Linked DNA regions of Aedes aegypti: region 1 is linked to region 2. Evidence: chromatin contacts called from public Hi-C data. All regions are on one chromosome and are shown on one strand. Each heading gives the region's core, a stretch centred on a gene start, on an enhancer-like site or on the middle of the called end of the contact. The rest is flanking DNA. Distances are from core to core; before and after follow the strand shown. Region 1 holds the start of LOC23687811 (CREB-binding protein). Region 2 overlaps LOC23687811 (CREB-binding protein).

Evidence for each region. Hi-C and Micro-C count contacts between places; a contact is called where the count stands out from the background.
Region 1: a contact with region 2 is called in a Hi-C map of whole pupa, with 8 times the contacts expected there. The contact joins the promoter of LOC23687811 here to the enhancer-like site in region 2. A contact is called at or near these places in 2 of 2 Hi-C or Micro-C datasets (whole body and whole pupa).

The regions. Positions count from the first base shown.
Region 1 is chr1:26,720,902-26,725,850 of AaegL5.0, reverse strand. It overlaps LOC23687811 (CREB-binding protein), which reads left to right and starts at 1,832. Exons shown (of 16, transcript XM_021839217.1): 1 at 1,832-2,009; 2 at 3,037-3,407. The coding sequence starts at 3,356.
Region 2 is chr1:26,672,173-26,676,998 of AaegL5.0, reverse strand. LOC23687811 (CREB-binding protein) reads left to right here. Exons shown (of 16, transcript XM_021839217.1): 7 at 3,883-3,963; 8 at 4,032-4,826. Among protein-coding and RNA genes, the nearest start is that of LOC23687811, 49 kb to the left of the region's middle. Within about 2 kb of position 2,553, at least 3 of the 3 cell types and tissues checked have open chromatin away from gene starts, as enhancers often do.

The sequences.
Region 1 (4,949 bases), core at 583-3,082, 50 kb before region 2:
GAATATTATACAAATTTTGTATGAGCCGTAACACCAGCAGAACACCCACCCACACCCTTCTACGTTATGAAATTTGTGAACAAGCCCTTAGGTACAGGAGCCTCATTGCTTGCAAGCGCACGGAAGCGCTGTACATTGTGAGACCTTTTATAATATATGGTGCGCCTCATTTTTATTGAGATGTGTCTCACTGCGGTCTCATGTGCTCCGTCACATGTGCAGTTTAAAATTCAGCACAATAATTAAAGTGATTACAAAAGTTTTCAACGAGGATCGAAATTGTAACTTTTGGATCGCGAGTTTTCGACCATATCTTGTAAGCCATCTAGACACCTGCATAACGAGGCGAAAATAGCTGTACCGTGCACCCCCGCTAATTTGAACGGTACCTCATGCAAACCATTGGGGTCCATTTTTAATTTGAACATCTAGTCACCCTAGGAACGTGTTTCTGGTTACCTCTTTAACTGTTTTGTTTTGATTCTGCGTTCCGTTCCACGGCGTTCCATTTGATTTTTTCCACTTTTTAGCTATTTTACATACCAAAACCCATGAAAATCCCGTTGTTCGACGCATTTTAGCCCATACAAAATATATGAAAAAAATTTCACCGATGGAATATTTTAAAACCTTCCGATTATGAAAATATAGACCAAATACTGATCTCTAGTGAGAAAAAATCCGATGTACATTCGATTTTTATAATCGTCTGGTTCAGACATAGCGTGGTACATTTCTGTGCTCCTGAGAAAGGGATCATGCACAAATTACGCTTCAAGGCGGGGGAGGGGGTCGAGCCAAGCGTGACATGCCTTACAAAATTTTCGCAGGACTCATACAAAAAGTGTGACAAAGGGGGGGAGGGGGTCGAAAAAGTTGAAATTTAGCGTGACATAATTTGTGTACCATCCCAAATATGTAACTCTATTTGTGGTCTGCTGGAAATTGTCGGTGTGAGCGCATAAGTTAATCGCCTAGTTTCTACCGCACAATTTGTTTGCGAGTGTACAGCATATAACATAATACAACGAGGGAGTTGGCTCAGTGTGGAATGTTCTTCAGCTCTTTACAACGATTTAATAGTTTTGACCTATTTTTTGAAACTCCCACTGTCCGTGTTCACAATCGCGAAAATCGACTCGTCGACGAACGGTCGTCATCCACGGACACGAACCCCCTCGATCGATTTCTCCACCCTTTCGTCGACATCGTGAGGGTGCGCCCCGTCATCCCACTCTGGACGACGTGTCAGTGCGTCAAATTTTGCTCTGATAATTTCCATCGGGAAAATTCGCCTATTGTCGCTCAAAAATCACTCCATGCGCAGAAATCGCTTGTGTTTTCAAAATTTCCTCGAAATGGTTTGATAGTGAGGAAGGAAATTATGTGTTTGATGTGGGAAGATCGAATCGTCCAGAACCTTCCGTGGAGCGCAGTCTCTGTGCGGTCGATTTCGCTGATGGACCGGTGGCGCCGCCTCACGGTTCATCGACGCAACATCACGTGAGCAAAATTTTAGCGGCGGACATTTTCCTTTCTCGATCAAACTGGCGATGGTCGACTTCAGACGTGGTCAATGAGGGGTGTAAGTGAGGTTTGGGAGTGGTGAATTTGTTGGCTCTTTCTGACGCGTGGCGGTTAGGGGTGTGGTGAGTGTGACGTCAGATTGGGTGCGGCGTTAGAGTGAGTGAGATGGGTGATGGTGAGTGGTGTGTCTGGATTGGAATCGATGGAGAGAGCGAACGCACGTGAGAGAGAGAGGAACAAAACGCAGCAGCACAGAAGCAAAAGCACGGCAAGTCAAAGCGGGCATCGGATTTGGACGGTCAGTATAGTGAGTGAGAGCGAATCCGCAGCCAGCCAAAAGCGAAAAGCAGCGCTCCTCCTTGTGCAGCATTTTCAGAAGAAGCAGAGCATCGACGATTCACACAGAGGCATAATCATCATCATAGCAGGCGCAGGGCCCATCCACAGCACAGTACAAGCGCTAAGCAGAATAAGGAAAGAGTGTGTGTTGTTCGGTTCGCCTCCTCATCAAACAGCCGCCATTTTGACTTGTTCGCGACTTTGGTTTGGTGGAAAGGTTTTTTCGCTGGACTTTCCGTGGCCATTTTTCGGTTCCGGAGCGGCACCAGGCGGGTCCGGACCGGACTTAATCGATGCGCATCGACAGGCTGGTCCGTTTGAGACCGATTCCGGGGGTACTTCCGGTAGTGAATTCGGCGGAAAATCGCGATCGAAATTTCGGTGCTCGGATTTTCTTCCTGGCGATTCGAATTATTGCCTGCCATTGCTTGGTGGCGGTGGTGTGCGAGTGCAGGGACCGATGTTGGGCCAACGTCGGACCATTTCTACGTCGCGACGACGGTAAAGAGCAGAAAGTGTGTACGATCGAAGCAGCTCGGAAATCGAATCGCGAATAGTGAGAGTCGCGCATTTTGAGGGAAACACAATTTTTTTTTCCTCGGAAGAGGAAAATCCACAATGGACAATTTTTGGAACTGAAAGTCGATTCCCCCGAGGACCCCAAAAAGTTAGTGAATTTTTGTGAAGTGAATAATTTATCTAGAACAAAAAAAATCGTGTTTTCGAACGGTGCTCAAAAACAGAAAACCCTCGCCGGAGCTGGTACGTTATTTCGCGGGGGCCACCTGTCCCCTGCTCAAAATGTGGCCATTCAATGTGTATGTCCGCCGGAGGGCCACCAAAAAGAAAATCCCCTAGAAAAATACGGTAAAATTTCGGATTTAATCCCCGCGTTGCTTTTCAGCAGGCGGGGAGATCCAAGTGCGCGTTGTGTTTACGTTTTCGCGATCGACGACGACGTTTTCGTCGCTGCTGTCAAAAAAGAGGAAAGTGACAGCCGCCAAATTGCGCGGATAAAAACAAATTCGTTCAACCAAAAGTGAATAGTGAATGTAAAAAGAGGCGACAAGCGAAATTCGCAAGTCCCTTATCGTAGTGCGTCGTCCCCATAAATTTGAAACAGTAGTTCGGTGAAGAAGAAAGCCCTGGCTTAGCAATCTTTCTTTCTAGAAGAAATTCCAGCGATCAAAATGAAAATCAGCAGAGACAGTGACCGAAGCAAAAGCAGAAGAGGAATTGTGCGGCGGCCAGAGGCCAAAAGTTTGCGCTGAATTCGTCCAAGAAGTTTGAATCGCCGGAATCTGGCAAAAGCAAAAAACTGTGAACCAGAAAAATAAAAACCCGTGAAAGGATTAACCATAGAGTGAGAGAGAGGGAGGAGAAAGGCAAAGTGTTGTACACGAGTGTGTTTTTAAGTTTTGTTCGTTCGGGAGGAGCGCAAGTGCATTTTTTTCCGTTCCGCGTATTTACATCGGTGAAGCAGTGAACGATGGCCGATCACATGGAGGAACCACCGCTGAAGCGGGCCAAGATGCGAGACGGTAAGTTGTTCCCAGATAATTCCGGTGTGTGATCCGAGTTCTGTTCCGGGAGGACGATCTCCTGGAACCGTTCCGAGGAACTTCTTTCTTGGGTGGGTGTGAGTGCGATCAGTCTAGCAGCAATCAAGAGAAGAGACAGTTTTAGGCTCTCTCTCGCTCCGGCGCTCACCTGTTTTGTGTTGATAATCGGCCACGGCCAATCCGTGCCACGTTTACGCACACCAAAGGGCCGAGGCGGGTACAGGTGTGTTCGTGAGTTGAGGTCTCGGTGAGCAGTATTTTGAGGGGAAATTGAGAATCGAGAGAGAATAAGGTGCTCTTTAAATGAGAGGTGATTCATTCATCGGTCAAACTGCGGGAACTCACCTTTCCGCAGATAGCGTTTGGATGTTGATGTTCGAAGTCATTGGCGACGAGGTTTATGCAATCTTGGAAGATATCCACAAAATGTTGAAAAAATTGACTGAAATCAGACCGAAATGATCCGTTTTTAGAATTGGAATATCTGTGGAAGAACTGATGAAAGCAAAACTATAGCTGTGTTCAATGACTTTGATCGAACTTGCTCGGGGTTGGTTATACTAGCTCGTATTTTTTGTCAACAAATAACTGTCAAAGCTACTTCGAGCAACTCCAAGCTGCTTTCTCAATGAACGCTCTTTTTACTCTTTTTACTAATTCTCGATTACTTTTTCAAATCGACGTAAGTAAGTTTTATACGGTTTTGAGTAAATTAATAAGGAAAAATCACAATCTATCTTCTAAAACTGTTTTAAAATGAATCACCTTTTTAACATTTTTTTGTCGTGTACTTCGCTCAAATTTTGCATACACTCAGCTCACGTTCAAAAACTAGGTAGTTTCTATTATTTCCCACAAAAATAATTATAAGAAAATGATAAGCCGTTTCATTCAGTTACTTTCGACGTTTTTCTACCAGTGTAAAATCGGCTCAAGTAGTGTTTTGTTTTGATTCGTGGTTAAGTCACTTTATCTCTCCATACAGCGGGGCGGCGAAAGTAGTGGTTAGGTTGCGAAAGTTGAAAATCTTACTTTCGTCGTTTTGTAAATCCGGAAATTAAACGTTCTAAAAGTGAAAAGTTGAGTTGGTACAGAGCGGTACGTGTAGAATTCCGCCTGCTTAACACGTAGGATCGATAAAGTAAGTTTGTATACTTTTTGACTTGAGTCTGTATGAATTAGTTTTCGAGAATTTACCGGAATTCCACGTGAAAAAAAAATTCGCGCACTTAACAATCCGTATCGCTTCGGAATTTTGCTTTTTTTTCTCAATGTTTACGTTTTTAAACGTCAAAAACACGAGCTACTGCGAGCTGGTTGAACTAGCTCGGACTCTAGCTTCCAACCTGTTTCGAGCGACTCGGAGTTGGTTGGACTCGGCTCAATGAACACAAACCCGAGCGACTCGAAGTAGGTTGGAGTGGCTCAATGAACACCAAAAGCTGACTCGCAAGTGGTTGCAACCAAGTTCAAGCAGCTCGTTGAACACAGCTTATGTTGAAAAGCATGCTTTGTTTCAAT
Region 2 (4,826 bases), core at 1,304-3,803:
CCTGAGATATTACCGTGGGCTATGTCTACGTGTCGGTCACTCAAGAAATTTGGGAATATCACTGGATCCAGACGACCAATGAATAAAATCGACACTTATTCCAAAAAGAGAAGGGTTTTTTAATAACTTGTAAAAAAAATGGTGCCCCAAAAAAAAACAAAAAACTTATCGCAATATGAATACTTTTTTGTTGTAAGAAATTGACGGTGCTAGTAGAGGGGTAAATATACACGTAGAACGTATTTTCATTTCTAGCCATTTTTATGACTAATACTTGTAGTTTTCAAGTCACTTTTCGGTCACTTTTTTGATCATTTTGGTCACTAAAGTCACTATTATTTTGCTGACTGCTACCTGCCCTGACCTTACCTTTGGCAACTGACGTGATCGACTGATTGTTGGCTGTGTCAATCGAGCGCACCAGGCCTTCTTTTCTGTCTTGGGTGTTGCCGTGTTTTTTACTTCGTAAACAACGCACCTTCGATTGACGTCTTCAACGGCCACTTAACATCCTGCAATATTTTCGCCTTCACGACGTCCGCGAACTATCGGCCAATGGTGATTTTCTTCAAATCAAGACTAGCTCGTCCACATAATCTTTCATACAAGCGTACTCTTCAAGCTTCACGAATGTTAATCTGTCCAGCAAGCCAAACCGTCGTAGAAGACCGTCATCCTGAAATGCCTCAAATGCATATCATGCCTTCTTCAAAGTTTTCATTTGTTGTACTAAGCTGTAGTTGTTCTTCTCAATACTTAGGCATATCGTCGCTAAAGCCCGTCCGTAAGGGCCGTCCAAATCCGGGTCGACCGCCGGGTTTTGATCCGGTTTCACCGCTTGTCAAGAGCCTCTCGTATTAACGTCATCATCAACGCAAACGCCCATGATGCGTAGTTTTGTCGTTCTCGCAATCCTCAATGGCCTTTTACAGAAGTCGTCCTTGTACTTCTGCTTCTATAATCTTGTCCACATGAGCTGCGTTCGACGTCATAATGGGGGTTCTACTAGGACTAGGACTTACTGGAGACCGCCGACAACTACACCAAAGTATAAATCCAGATACGCATCATAGCTGCAATTAGTGGCGACTTTGAACTTCGCAGAACTCTTTGATCGAATAAATTCGACGACGTTGACTATCTCCAAAACGCTAATAGCCTGTAGAAAATCAAAGCGCTCTTGGTTATAAAGACCATCTAGGTCGAAGTAGCGTGGACAAGGCGGATGAACCATAAATTGCATGAATCAAGCCAATTCGACTACGCCGCATAATAAGTGAGATTTCGGTGGGGCTTGCAAGCCACAAGAACGTTGGATATCAATCCATTGAGAATGGCTTTTGAGAGCAATCAACAAGGTGATCTGCGGACTCTACGCAGAATGACTGGCAATGCATCGCTATGGACAGAGTCAAATGAAGATGTTCGGACATCAGAGGCCACTCATGTCTTAGTCTAACCAGTAAGGCAAGATAGTTATTGAAGGCTAGATAGCTTCCTAGATACGTGTCCATCGTCTATTGAACTTATTAGATAGGTAGCAAGGCATGGTGACGCAATGACACGAAGAAATTCGATGTGATCAAGAAGATTATTTCTAATGAATTCAAAGAAATGATTCTGTTGTTGCATTCGAATCGAACAGAAAGGGAAAAATAATAAAACTATCCCAGGCTGTTACAATTTTGGATTGCGTTTCAAGACCTGCAACTCCAAGCATATCGCTATGGCGATGGAACTTTAGCTGGCAGTGTAAGAAATTATCACGAGCCCACTTTCCCGTGACATCAGATACAGAGTCTACAGTTGTTATTAGCTTGCCAACAAAGCTTAATGAGACGTTGTCAGTTCCAAGCTAATGCTACTTGGTAGCTTCACAAGATTGTCAAAAACTAGTAAACATAATCGATTTCAAATCATGTGAAGACCGGGAGAACCAAGATCGACCTAAACCCTATGAAAGAACAGCAAACTTGAATCTGCATAAAAGGCCTTACATGTTCAATTGAAGCTTCACTTACATTATTGTAGAGCCTGTTAACTTCTAGGATCAAAACCTCAATCAACATTAGGTAGAATATTTTCTTTTCTCATTCATAGAGACGAAACATTCTGTCTCAAGCAAATTGAAGAGCCAGTTGTTTGTTGTCGTCGAGTCTCTAAGTCGGAAATGCAACGACGACACAATCTGCGCACCGAGTTCAATGTCACAAAACAGCAGACGCAAAACCCCGACTACAAACAGCAAACAAATATTTCAGCTTAAACATCTACACAACAAGCTGTTGTAAACTATCAGTTGAATTGCGCTCTCTTCTTCTCGGTGATCATTGCAACTACTTACTGCGATTGATCAATGAACAAAACATTCAACACTGCGCGAGCTTACTGAGTGATCCAAAGAGCGAGAGAATCCTCGACGACGATTCTCCAAATGCTCCACATTACTGTTGAGTGTTGATGGTGTGTGCTGGTGGGTGTAATGGTGCGATCCGGACAATAATAACCTTTATTAGGTCGTTAGTAGATAGTGAGATTGGAACTTTCTCTGAGGGGGGTTTGCTGGTGTGAGTGTTACGCCAAAATTGAGACGAGAAGAGATTGATCCCACCTCGGTTTGACACGCAAACAATAGTTCTCACACAAGTTGCGATTGTTTGTTTAAAAATTCCCTTTAATTTCCTTTAATTTGTGAAATTGATGCCCAGAATTTGGGACTTCATGAGAAATCATCGCAAATTTGGGTGCGCAATTTTCGGAGTGTATCTAAAGAATGAGATTGAGATTCCATTATGGAATCTCAAGAAGTTGCTGCGATTCGTGTCAATCGAGCGAGCGCTCAGTCTCAGTCAATCAAAGAGGATCAAAGAGCGAGAGAGGATGTTTGAAAGAGCACCAGGAGTGGGGATATGAATGAACTCTCGGTGAGTGTCAATCTATCTCTTTCAAGATTGTAGGACACTCGCTCAAATCGGGTGATGGTTTTCGATAAATTTGTAGGGGAATTTCTGCTCTCACAAGAGAATGAAAATGGTAACACCACATTGAACGAAGGTTGCCATTAGACCACCAATCGGCACAACACTGGTGGGAAACAAAGAGCGATTTGTGACTGTGTTTGAATGGGAATTTATGAAGTTGTCTCAGCGACTTTTTGTGTCGCTGGGAAACGGCACGAGATTTCTCTTTTTCATTCGGCTTACCGAAGAATGAAGGTTTTTTTCTCCTTTGGGGGTGAAAATTGTTTAAAAACGATTTTTGTTTACCAACAGATGGGCGATCGGTATCGGATTATTTTGGGAAGGGATCTCATTCCGTCGATGGAGATGAGTTACGTACGACTGATAAGCTGAATGGTTTCTATCGTAGGACGATTCAAACTTGTTGCTATTAAATAGCATCTTTCTATTCACGAAGACAGTTTTTTTTTTCTGGGGAAGTCATCTGAAAGACTACCACATACCAGAGAATGAGTGTCCCAAAATGAGTGCCATTATGCTGTTCCTTTCATTACCGAGATTGCTTAATTATTCCTTAACCGATTAATACTAAAACCCAACTATTTATCCCTTTAGTCTCAGCTATCCCTGCTAACAAGTATCACCCCCTAATGTAATTAATATCTTGTTTCGTTTTATGTACTTCACCTGTCATATGTGTGTCTGAATTGCATTCTGCGCCCGCGTCAACTTCCTTACATTGCGCTAAAACCCCCTCTCTAATACTGGACGCGCGCACGCATCTTCTTCACTCTTGTAAATGCTCACCACCATTGTCCATGTAATATTAAATCAAATAACAATCACCATCACCGTATCACTCAAATTCCATCGATCCATTCGATGACTGACACTAAAGATCTTTTGGACCACTATCTACCAGATATACGTACTGCCAGAAGTGTTTCAACGACATCCCAGGCGACATGGTGACCCTCGGAGACGATCCGCTGCAGACCCAAACGTGAGTATCCCTCGATTCTCTCCTCCAAACTAACTATCTTAATCGTGACCGTTATTTTTTCCCACCAGTCAAATCAAGAAGGACCAGTTCAAGGAGATGAAGAACGACCACCTGGAGCTGGAGCCGTTCGTCATGTGTTTGGACTGCGGCCGGAAGCAGCACCAGATCTGTGTCCTGTATCTGGAGTCCATCTGGCCGGGTGGTTTCGTGTGCGACAACTGCCTCAAGAAGAAGGCCTCCAAGCGGAAAGACAACAAATTCAACGCCAAGCGGTTACCCACGTCCAAGCTGGGCACCTACATCGAAACGAGGGTGAACAATTTCCTCAAGAAGAAGGAGGCCGGTGCGGGAGAGGTGCACATCAGGGTCGTGTCCAGTTCGGACAAGATCGTTGAAGTCAAGCCGGGCATGCGCAGTCGGTTCGTCGAAAACGGCGAAATGTTGGCGGAGTTCCCGTACCGAGCGAAGGCCTTGTTTGCCTTTGAGGAAGTGGACGGCATCGACGTGTGCTTCTTCGGTATGCATGTGCAAGAATACGGCTCGGAATGTGCTGCACCCAACACGAGGCGAGTCTACATCGCCTATCTGGACTCGGTGCACTTTTTCCGGCCGCGACAGTACCGTACTTCCGTCTACCACGAGATCCTGCTCGGTTACATGGACTACGCCAAGCAGCTCGGTTACACGATGGCTCACATCTGGGCCTGTCCCCCGTCCGAAGGCGACGACTACATTTTCCACTGTCATCCGCCGGAGCAGCGAATTCCCAAGCCGAAGCGGCTCCAGGAATGGTACAAGAAGATGCTGGACAAGGGCATGGTCGAGCGGACCATCCAGGACTACAAGGACATCCTCAAGCAGGC